2 separate regions of the Mustela erminea genome follow, and region 2 is linked to region 1. A link is a contact called in public Hi-C data. All regions are on one chromosome and are shown on one strand. Each heading gives the region's core, a stretch centred on a gene start, on an enhancer-like site or on the middle of the called end of the contact. The rest is flanking DNA. Distances are from core to core; before and after follow the strand shown.

Region 1 (5,880 bases), core at 847-3,346:
CAATAAGAACTTTTGGTAACATCTAATAATATGGAGCAATAATAACAGTAATTCTTGATGTCTAGAATCCTGTCTCCTGATTTCCTTCTACTTTCTGACTGAAACTTGCCAGTTTCCATTGCCAGGTTTTCTTCTGTTACCCCTTTAATTAATATCTCCTAGTATTCTGACTTTGCCCTTTTTCTTTTGTACTCCACACTAGAAGTTCTTGAATGTTCAGAGTCATGAACTCCTTCAAGAATCTGAAAAAGCTATGTACCCTCTCCCTATGGAAAAAAAATGAATCTATTTACAAATATACAAAAATGTGCATACATTTCAGAAGTGTCACAGACACTCCCTTCTCATAAAGCCTATTGTTGAACTTCAGGATAAGAGGTTCCCATGGCTTGAATAATTACCCATACATATGTCAAGGACCCTCAAATTTCTGTCTCCTATATAAACCACTTTCCTGAGCAACAGGCCTATTTTCAAATGACTTATTGGCAACTCCATATGAATGTCCCTTAAGCATCTTACAACTGAAGTTATCCCAAACCAAACCCTTCATCATTCTCCAAACATCTGTTCTTCTGGAAGACAATACATGTGGGAGAGAGAACACTATTTTGAACCTAACAGACCTTGATTTAAGTCCAACCCGGGAAGCTTCAGAAATATACTTAGCCCCTTTCTTCTTTCATTTCTTCTTCATATTTAACATGAGGATAATAGCTCTATTTTCTATATCGTTATGAGAATTAAAACAAATAATGTGAAAAACCTTATCCAAGTGCAACCACATAGTATACATTCCACAGATACTAATATTACTGAATTCCCAATAAAACAAAAGCAACTTTATTCACCAAATATCCTAAGTCAAAAATTTAGAAGTTATCTCACACACCCTTCCAATCCATCCTCTAAATGGCAGCCAGAGGACCTTCCCAAGATACAAATCTGGTAAGGCCATGACTCTGCTTCAGTCTTCCCAGTTGCTTCTCGTTGCTTCCAAGATTACATCTATCTTAGTACTGCCCTGAAGACTGACTATGATCATGGCCCCTGTCCATGCCAAACCCATTGCCTTGACTACCTGTAGATCTCCCCAAATGTGCACAGTGTTTCAGATTCCACAACTCTGTTCACACTGCTCCCTTTGCCTGAAGTATCCTCACCCCTCCACATCTTTTCTTGGCATTCTGGTAAACACCCATCCATCTTTCAAAACACATACAAGCATATGTGCTATGATGTTACTCCTGACAGCTTCCTGCCATACTGTTGATCACTGACTCCTTTTATCTCCCACCTGAACCTGACAAATGATTTCTATCGTGGCAAAGATGAATAGCATATGCTTCCTGATCTCAAAAAGCTTACAATCATTATTCAACCAGAAATCCTCTTATCTAACTGGGACAAGTAAACCGAAGAGAAATTTCCAAGGCATGAAAAAATGAGTTGTATGTAACTTCAACACTCAGCTCAGTGGTCCTTTCTTAGAAGCCTTTCTGTGACTCCCAAGCTCCGAGCTGTGTGTGCATGTGCATGCTTTAAGTGTTAGCTATATATAAATTCGTTTGATCTTTACAGTGTGTGGAGCAAGCACTATTATTCTCCTTTTACAGGTGAGGAAACAGAAACAGAGACCAACTTGTCTAACATTACCTACCCAGAAATATTGGTATGAATAAAGTAAGGACTTCAGTTAATTAAAAAACAATTGATAAATGAAAATGATATATGTTTCTAAATAAATCGTTTGATAAATACCTATTGAGCCTATTAAGGGCCTGGGACATAAATAGAAAAACCTAAGTGTCCTATGCTCGAAAACAGTGATTCGTGAAAAAACAGTAACTATGATATGAAGAAGTTAAGATTGTATCTCTTGGTGGCAGTTAGAATGCCTTGGGGTGGAGGAATCTAGCAAATGAACCCAAGAGTTAATGAAGGAAACAGAAGGAGCCCTCAACCCAGATCAGGAACCCTCCTCCTTCTACGTCACCCCACCTCACCTTTTCTCCTCCTACATGTTTGCCCGCGGCTATCCAATAGGAGGTAGGCTCTATGGTCCTATTGTGCGCGTGCGCATCATTAATTCGACGATCCTTCCCATCGATGCTTTCAGGAGCAACTTCTTCAGCCTGGTCACTGCCAGCGTCTACGCTACCCCTGCGGCCGTCGCCGCCGCCATTTTGACAGCGCAAAGAGTGAGGGTCTGGGACGGCTGGAGGCGGCGGCGGCGGGACTGGTACGGATGGTTTCCGCCCGCTATAGCCCCTCCAGATTCGCCGCCTTCTTGGTGCCACGGCATTCGGTATTGCCCCTATTCCGACAGGGTCCCTGTCGGTGTCCCTAGTTCTGTCACTCCGTCTGCAGGCTGTTTTCGCTTCCTCACCGTCAGCTCCGTTCGAACCCTTTTTTTGGAGCTGTGGTCAGACCCCCCCTAATCTGTGTTAAAATGCCCGCTTCGACCCTCGGAACTCTGTCTAAGCCTTCGGCTCCTCGTTCCCCGCCCGCATCTGGTCCGAGTTGCTTGCTGGAGCGGGGGCTGAGGGGTGGGGGCACAAACCGGGAGGGCTGGGTACGGCACGGCCTCCTCTGGGCAGGGATCTGTGCCCTGTAGGGACTGGAGGCCAATTCTGGCCTTCTTGGATTTTAGGGGGAGCTTGGACTTTGGTCGTGGTGGAGCAACACATGGTAGAAGATAGTGGACGTTCCCCGAGTTGTGTGTTAGTACAGCTTAATCGCACACTGGCCTGTTTTGTTTTGTACGTTCTCAGGAATAACTTACGAAAGGGAAGATAATTTGCGTCTGCCGTCCCCGCTGGAAATGGCCACTGTGAGTAAATTAGTCTCTTAAGCAGTGGAGTGGTTTGGGTACTTGTTAGAAAATGGAGGGACGGGTTTAATTATGGTAACATCGGTGGCCGGTTTCTTGTGCTTAGACGTAGTTGTATGAAAAATGTCAGGGGAAGCAAGGGGTGTGAAATTATGTTGGTACGCTTCGAAGGTAGGTTGGAACACAAAGGTTTTCTACAACACGCGTGTACTTGTTTCTACAAATTCGTTTTTGGAAATAAATTCAGTGCCAACATCCTTTCAATATTTTTAAAAGACCTTTTGAGTAAATACTTAGAATCTATTTTTAAACTATTTTTTCTTTTGTTAGCGAAACTGAAGGTTTCGTAACAGCTTCAGTCAAGTGAGTAACCTTCCATATCGTACAAAATGAGAGCAAGAGATATGATTCTCATAGACCAGAAATATTGATTGTAAGTCTCCAGTTTAGACTCATGCTACTGTAAGGACTTCATATAGTAGGGGACAGTAGTAGTACATGAAATAGCTATCATAAGGGTGTAAAGTAATTATTTCTTAAAAGCTACACAAAAGTACATCCAGATTCAAAGCTTTGTGAAGAGGAGAAACAAGGGGTTTGGGATCACTTAATCAGAGAACATTTAATCTTGAGTTTTGAAAGATGGTAGGATTTAGATAATGGAAGACTTGAATGGAAGAATCTGATGTATTCAGAGACATCTTCCCTTTCAAAACTTAAAAGTCATTTCTGCATTCTGCAATGTCAGATATATGAAAGAGATTAGAGGGAAATAAGGTTGTATTGTGGAGTTGGAATTGAGTAATAGCTTGAATGTCACACTCGGTATTTAGATCTGATTCTTTACATTGTGATCTTTTAATCAAAGCTGTGTTAGGAGGATTAATATGGCAACAATTAGTCAGGATAATATTCGTGTAATTGAACATGATATGTTAAGAATCTAATGATGTGACTGTAGGGTCAATTCATAAAAGTAGACCACTAGTTTTGGACCCCATTTTAACTTGAATTTTTACTTAGCCAGAACCCCAGAAAGGGAATGTTGTAATAGAAGCATGGGTACTCTCAGAGTAACTAGAATAGAATACTAATGTTCAACCTGGCTTTATTTTTATTTAAATGAATTAGATCAGCAGGGTGAGTATTTTGAAAGATGCTTTCATAAATCTTTTATTGTTAGAAAGAAGTTCATACAAAATAAATCTTAATATTCAAATATACTTTAAAAATTTGTGTTTATATGCATTGGAAATACTGAATGTCAGTTAGGAAATAGGCAAGTATGTGTGTCTTCACCTATTTAATTAGCATACATAGCAAGAGTCATGAATGTCCACGCTTCAGAAGCTGGACAGGTAAATCAAGATGCCTCAGTGGGAACTTTGACAAACTGAAATTCTCATTTCTGATATAACAGGAGCAGCCTTTCCTTAGCTACGGTGATTTATTGCTAATTAATGCCATTTGGGAATATGAATACTGCTGCCAGCTCTTCTGAGATTTCAAGAATAGCCAAAAATCTGGACTTTTTGTGTGAAATCTGTAATTTCTCAGTGTTTAGACCCAATTCAGATTTTTTTTTTTTTATAATAGTGTGGACTACACAAAAATGTCTGTAGCTGGGTATGAATGAATTTCCTTGATGGATATAGATGAATTTCCTAGATAACTAGTTCTAAGTCTTTCGTATAGATCCTATATTCTACTCACATGACCAAAAGCAGGACTTAATCCTAAAGTAGTGTCTAAAAGACAGCTTCTGTATTTACACTAATAAAGATTTTAAAATTATATTTGATAACCTGTCATCTTCCCAGGTCTAGAAACCTAGGTTTGAAGTAGTCATATATAAAATCGTACTTATCCTCATACTAAAATAAACTGGCTATACTAATTTTTGAATTATTTATTGGCTGTCATATTTAGTTATATTTACCAGCTGACCCAGTGTCATAAAATCTGCCAAGTAACAAATTTGAGGATCCTGTAGGTTAAAAGGGAAACTTGAAACACATTAACATTGTCATCAGCTATTCCTTTCAGTGGACAAATTAGATACTGGCTTCTTTTGCCATTAAAATGAAATATAAATAAAGTAACGATTCGGTTTTCTTAGGTTGGCAACAAAACTCACATTTTATTATAACTTTCGTTAAACCATCAAGGAAAAAAAATCTAAAAGTGGCCTTGGCATTCACGGACTAAAATAATTCTTAATAATATTGGGAAGTTTTTAAAATAATTTGGATAATACTTCTTTTCCTTTTTGCTTGTGAAGCAATTTATTATCAAAAATAATATTTTGATAATCATACTTTAATTTTAATGGTATATGGAAGTATTTTGTGCAGATTAGTAAAATAGTGCATGTAAAGCACTTAGCACAGAACCTAGCCCACAGTAACTAACATCTGTTGAGTATTTGTTATTTAATATTGCCCCTTTCAGATAATCTCCTATTGAGCCTGTTACTATTTTGAGGACTTGCCCAAAATACTTCTGGAGTTTAAAATTTTATATTGCCTTTAGATCCTGAGCCATATTCTATTAAATGTAAATGTCATTTGTAAATGTAAATTTAAATTATAGAAACACCCAAAAGTCTAAGTTTGTTTAGGTTAAAGTGTAATAATTATCACATTTATCTGTTTGAGCATGTTGGGTCCTGACCCAAGGAAGGATGCTTAAATTTTCGGGTGGCCATTTTCTGGAAACAGACCTTGTACTTCAGAGATACATAAAGAGGGTTCTGTTTATCCAGGTCTTGAAGATAGAGTTGAAATTTGCTAGACCTAGAAGGAGAGGGAAAAGGACATTTTAGTGGAAGAAATCTTAGGGCAGTATAAAAGAAGGCAGAGAAATGTGGGAAGTGTTTCAGGTATTTTTATGTGACTAAATAATTGAAAAGGAAAAGGTGGTAAAGTTAGTAAGAAATGCCAGAGAGGTAGAAAAACAAGTTAGAATGTTCTCTCTTACGTACGATAAAAGTCGGAGCACATGGGTTGGAATTCAGACTACTTTGTGAAAGGGAAAAGGAATGATGC
Region 2 (5,881 bases), core at 2,369-4,868, 770 kb before region 1:
TTACCCAGCTTTAAGCACTCCTATGTCTGACTCCATATTACCCTTAGAATAAAGTCCAGGGCACCTCGGGTGGCTCCATTGGTTAAGCGTCCAAGTTCAGCTCAGGTCATGATCTTGGGGTCATGAAATCAAGTCCCAGAATGGGCTCTGAGCTCAGCGTGGAGTCTGCTTGAGATTCTCTCCCTCCCTCTCTTCCTCTCTCCCCACTCATGCTCACTCTCTCACTTTCTTTCTCTAAAATAAATAAAATCTTAAAAAATAATAATAAGCGGCGCCTGGGTGGCTCAGTGGGTTAAGCCTCTGCCTTCAGCTCAGGTCATGGTCTCAGGGTCCTGGGATCGAGCCCCGTATCAGGCTCTCTGCTCAGTAAGGAGCCTGCTTCCCCCTCTCCTCTCTCTCTGCCTGCCTCTGCCTACTTATGATCTCTCTCTCTCTCTGTGTGTCAAATAAATAAATAAAATCTTTAAAAAATAATAATAATAAAATCCAAATTCTATGATCACATACCCAAGGCCCAGTTATTTAGTTCCTGCCTGCTCCCTTCTGCTCTGCTACCCATTTTCTCTCCCCTTTGGGGGGACCCAATCCCTCTGGCTCTCCTTCTGTTCCTCAGACCTGCCCAACTCTTTCCCTGCATGGGACCTTTCCACTCTCTGTTCCTTTCCTTTCGGGAGAGCTTCTCGTGGCTGATTTGCTCTCATCGCCCTCATTTGCTCGTCATTGAAGACTCAGCCTCCTCAGAGAGGCATTGCCGAGCCACTGAGTCTAGTCCCTACCTACTACGTGGTTATCGTGCCACCCGTTTTTTTCTCCATAGTGCTTAGCACATTCATTCTTATTTATGTACCTACCTCCTTATTGTCTCTCTCTGTTTTGAAATATGCACTCTGTGAGAGCAGCAAACGGAGCTGGCTTGTTTATTGTGACATCTACCATTCCTAGAAATGGGCCTGACATGTAGCAGGTGCTTAATAAATTTCTGTTGAACTAAATACTAAATGAATTTTTAAAAATATTGACGATCTATGAGACACTGAGCACTAGAGATCCAGAGAAGGAAAGGAAAGGATTCTTGCTCTAATGAGACTCAGAGACTGGTAACTTCAGGCGGTTGGTTTTCTACTCTATTACACAGCCATTAAATTTCACTCAGCAACTGGCAGATTCCTGGAGATTCAGGTCACCTGATTTCTAAAAATAGTCATCTACTATGATTTCAGATTATTCATTGGTAAAGTGATTATACCTCTCACTTTGCCTGGGACAGACCCTGTTTACGACTACTGTTCTGACATAATCATTAGTAGTACCTTTTTTGCTCTCAAAAGTGCCCAGTTTATATGACAAATTACCTACTTATTCACCGTCAGTCAAATACTAATAATTCATAATTAAGGCTAGTTAGAGTGGCTTACCCACATAGACAATGTCAATTCAGTAATGTGTAAGGTCACATCCTATCTCTAGAAAAGGGCAACTTATAAGTTAAAAATCTGAGAGAAGAGAAAGGTAGATCTAGTCTCCCAGTTCCAATTAGTGAGTCCATTAATGAGGCCAGTATTTCCCAAGATATGTTCAATAATTCTAAGAAGTGTAAATAAGAGTTACATGAAAAATAAAAAATAGAGCAGAGATTTTATATTGTGCCACAAACTATTCTTCAAAGTTCACTTGCACCCCCTCATCATCACTATAATGATTCCCATTTTACAGATGATCAAGCTGAGGCTCAGAGAGGGTGAAGAACTCGTCCAGGGTCACACAGATCCACTTCTTGTTGATCTTGACCCCAGCCATTGTTCCCATTGCTCTTCGAATGAAAGAAATAATTGGATAAAAGCTTCCTGTGCTTAAATAGGGCATGCCGGGTCAAACTATGCTATGTAGGCTACTTTTCCTTAGAACTTTTTTTGTGTCTATAACCGGTGCATCTTGAAGGGGTGAAAAGGACACAGTGTCTCCATCATTCTTGGGGACACAGGACAGTTTTTTTGTGAGGAGGACTGAAGTTCTGCTGAGAAAACTTTGGCCAACTCTGCTTTGGGAACTTGATCAGGGCCAGCTATCCCTTTCTCTGGGGGTCAGCCCTACATGTGTGTAAACACCCACCCACACACTGGGTCTGAGGCAGGGTCTTGCTTTGCCATGGGGGTGGGGGCGCCTCCAGTTTTTCTCTGCTCTGAATGGGAGACAAGACCATCCTTGGATGCATGAGGCTTCATGGTCTTACCATCCAATACTTAACATCTCTGCCTTTAACCCCCTTTCAGTGTCTTTTCATTTCCCATACTGAAAATTCTGGGTTTTTTTCTTTTTTTTTTTTTTAATTTTTGTTTATTTATTTGAGAGAGAGAGAGAGAGAGTGAGAAAGAGCACAAGCGGGGGTGGGAGGGGCAGAGGGAGAGAGTGAGAAGCAGACTCCTGGCTGAACAGGGAGCCCAATACCAGGTTCCAACCCAGGACGCTGGGATCATGACCTGAGCCATAGACAGATGCTTAATTGACTGAGTCACTCAGGTGCCCTGCACATTCTGAGTTTTTACCTCACCTTCTCATTTATGAGCCTAGAAGTCTCCACAGAGGTACCTATAATATTTTTGACCAATGTCCTTACTACAGTTTAATAGCTGAAACCTTTCCATTTGAAGCACAGGAGACAAAGATGAGAAAAGAAGGACTTCTGATAGAGAAAAGAGAACACGTGCATAGCCATTCTTGCTCCTCTTTCAGATTTTGGGGGTGGGTGGGTAGGGGGATGGGTGTGAAAAATGAGGGGTGGAGGGAGCAGAGTTGTACCCGCACTTTCCAACTAAGTACATTTGTGTTTTCTGGATACATCTTTGATTCTAGGGAAGGGGAGGCTACAGATAGAGGAAACCAGGGCAGAATCAGATACCCTCTACCCGGTCTCCTCATTGCAACCGGGGCAATGGCTGCCTTGCCTGTTTGGGCTCCTACTGCAATAGAGCTGAGTTTACAATGGCTTTTGCACTGAGTTAAAAGCATCTCCTGCTTCTCTTTTTTCTCTGTTCCCACCTCTTCTACCCACTCTTCAAAACCTTTCTGCCTCCTCCTGAGTGACTGAAACTGACAGGTTTCAGAAGCCAGTGTGTTGCTGTGACCTAGACAAGCCAGTTCCCGCATCTGAAATAGCCTAGCTTAGCTATTGTTCCATGCCCTATATACGTGATACAAACCATTTCTTTCTTAAAAAAAAAAAAAAAATACAACCACTTAACCCTTCCTAACCCAAGAGAGCTTGCTGTTATTTTAATGATGGTTTTAACTTGGATGAGAAATGCTTTTGCTTTTACAAATGTTCATGAGGCTTATGTACATCAGCCCCTATTGAAACGTTTTTAAAGGAATCCTAATAAAAATCCCCATGCACAGACATTCCGTTTCCCCACCTCCTGCTGGACTCGCACAGTCCCATCCATCCGCAAAAGCATGGTTGGGGTCTTCAAGTTGTCCCAGAGGCTTAGTGTGGAAATAGATCCCGCACGGTCCCCCTAGAGGGCGCACTGTTTACATTTTCAGGGAGTAAGGAGAGGGCGCTTGCTCCCAGGCTCCATAAAAGGGGAGGAGGCGGATCGGTTTCCTTCTCTCATTGAGAAAGAGGATTGGAAGGCCGGGCGTATAAAGCCTTGCGGAGAGCGTGAAACAAAGCAGTCGGATCGGAATTGGACTTGGGAAGCGCGGTGTGGAGTCAGGCGTAAAACTTGTTGGAGGGGAGTAACGAGCCTGCTCCTCCAGCCCCCCGTCTGCGCGGCGCTTCCAGAGTTCCCCCCAGCTTCGGGTTGTATTTTTTTATATCTGCTTTTTATAGACAGAGAAGTATCTATTTTTCCTCTTAAGAGAAAATTCCTGTTCCAAGAGAAAATAAGGCAAGATCAATGAAGGAGAGAAGAGCCAGCCAGAAATTATCTAGTAAATCTATCATGGATCCTAATCAGAACGTGAAATGCAAGATAGTAGTAGTGGGAGACAGTCAGTGTGGGAAAACCGCGCTGCTGCACGTCTTCGCCAAGGACTGCTTCCCCGAGGTGAGTGCGGCCGGCCGGCCGGGGCTCGGACGCGGGAGGGGTCCGCCGGTGGGGATCCCCCCCGTCTGGGGTTGGGCTTCTCCTCGCATTGCCCCCCCTTCACCCCATTTTCTTTTCCTAAGCAGTCTTTCTTACTACTTTCCCCCTGGTGAGACTGCCGGGAAAGGGAAAGTGAGCTGGAACGTTTCGGGGACGCGTCTGCACATTCCGCTGTTAGCCTCTGAAACTTGTTCGGTCCTGGGTGCGGAACCCGGGCGGGGAGGTTTGGATCCTCACGTCTTGGGGAGCAGGGCGGTGCGGGTGATGAGGCTGGGGTTTCAGAAACGGGCCGCGTGTCTGGCGGGTGGGTTTTTTTTTTTTTTTTTTAATCGGGGAGTGAGGAAGCGATTTTCAGAGGGTGTTGTGCCGGTGTCGTGCTCTGTAGATAACCTCTTTGCCCTCTTTCCTGTCTCTGCCCATTTTGTTTGTCCAGAATTATGTCCCTACAGTGTTTGAGAATTACACGGCCAGTTTTGAAATCGACACACAAAGAATAGAGTTGAGCCTGTGGGACACTTCGGGTAAGACAGTCCTCGGACCGCGTGGCGCTTGGGGCGGGTTTCCAGCGGCACCGGGTGCGTGGCGGGTCTCGGGACCCCGCGCGGCACGCTCCCAAGCGCCCGACCGCGCGCCAGCCGCGCACTCTGCGCCCCTGGGTTAACTCTGCCTCTTCCGAGGGATTCCCGCGGTCCCTTCTGGGCGGGGTGGGGGACGACGAAGGCTAGGGGGGAATGGGAGTGGGGAGAGAAGGGCGCTGTGTGCCCGCCGGGTGACCCCGCTGTGGAAGCGCTGGTAGCCAGGTGGCCGGGGAGCGGCTGGCTCGGGGGGGAGGGGAGGTCGTTCCCCAGTCGCCTATGGGCGGCCAAGGTGGCCCGATGGGGGTGGGGGGAGAATGCGTGCGGGCCTCAGGACTACCGGGCTCGCGGCAGGCGCCCCTGCAGGAGCTAACCTGACGACTGTCGGAGGCGCGGGGAGCGCGGCGGGAATGGTGGGAGGTGGGGGAGAATCCCCGAAGCGACGCAGTTACGTGTGTATTCAGCTTTGGGGCGGGGGGAGCAACGTGAGCGCAGGCAGCCGCGGCGCTCCTGACGCCTACAGCCAGGAATGCGCTGGTGGCGCGGGCAGCACCCGGCGGAGCGGTCGCCGGCCCTCGTCTCCCGCCGCCCGCGCAGTCTCGGTGCGGATCCCCAGATCCTACACCCCTCGCCAGCCCCAGTGATCACGCCGCACCCCGCACCCCCACCCCGGCCCTCGCAGTTCTTTCCTGACTATTTCATCACCCTCTACCCGCCCGCAAGGCCGCGGGCAGTGCTCTTCGCCTTTGACCTTTCTGTCCAGTTGAATTACTGGCATCGTGGTGAATTATTTTCAAGGGTCCGGGGTTCAAGGCCGGGTTATCGCTTTCTGTGCGCCCACCCACCTACGTAGTGGGCGGTGGTAGGAAGGACGGGTACCCCTGGGGAGGTCCTCAGCACGCGGCTATTAGGGATCTGGCCTGGGCCTGGCTTGGTGGGGGCGGGAGGCGCCACCTGGAATCTCGGGCTGGTACCCGCCCCCCACACCGCAGTGCTCGGAGGATCGGAGGGGGAGAGGAGGAATCCCGTTTCACACAAGGGTGTCGCCTCTGGAGGAGGGACCACCGGGGAAGGCCGGGGGAAGGCCCCAGCGCTTGGGTCTGGGAGCTTAGCAGGGAGTCGGGCTGCTGCAGGTGGACCGAGCCAAATCCCGGGTGAAACTAGCGAGGAGGAGAGCGCAAGTGCCAACATGCAGCCGTTGCTGTCAAGCAGGGAGGCCCC

The links. A called contact is a pair of places that touch in the nucleus more often than the background predicts.
Region 2: a Hi-C map of skeletal muscle shows a contact between it and region 1, with 13 times the contacts expected there. The contact joins the promoter of RND3 here to the promoter of MMADHC in region 1. A contact is called at or near these places in 2 of 3 Hi-C or Micro-C datasets (skeletal muscle and spleen).

Annotation. Positions count from the first base shown.
Region 1 is chr8:47,607,010-47,612,889 of mMusErm1.Pri, reverse strand. MMADHC (methylmalonic aciduria and homocystinuria type D protein, mitochondrial) reads left to right here and starts at 2,096. Exons shown (of 7, transcript XM_032355512.1): 1 at 2,096-2,308. The coding sequence starts at 2,249.
Region 2 is chr8:48,374,447-48,380,327 of mMusErm1.Pri, reverse strand. It overlaps RND3 (rho-related GTP-binding protein RhoE), which reads left to right and starts at 3,618. Exons shown (of 5, transcript XM_032355514.1): 1 at 3,618-4,046; 2 at 4,519-4,606. The coding sequence starts at 3,897.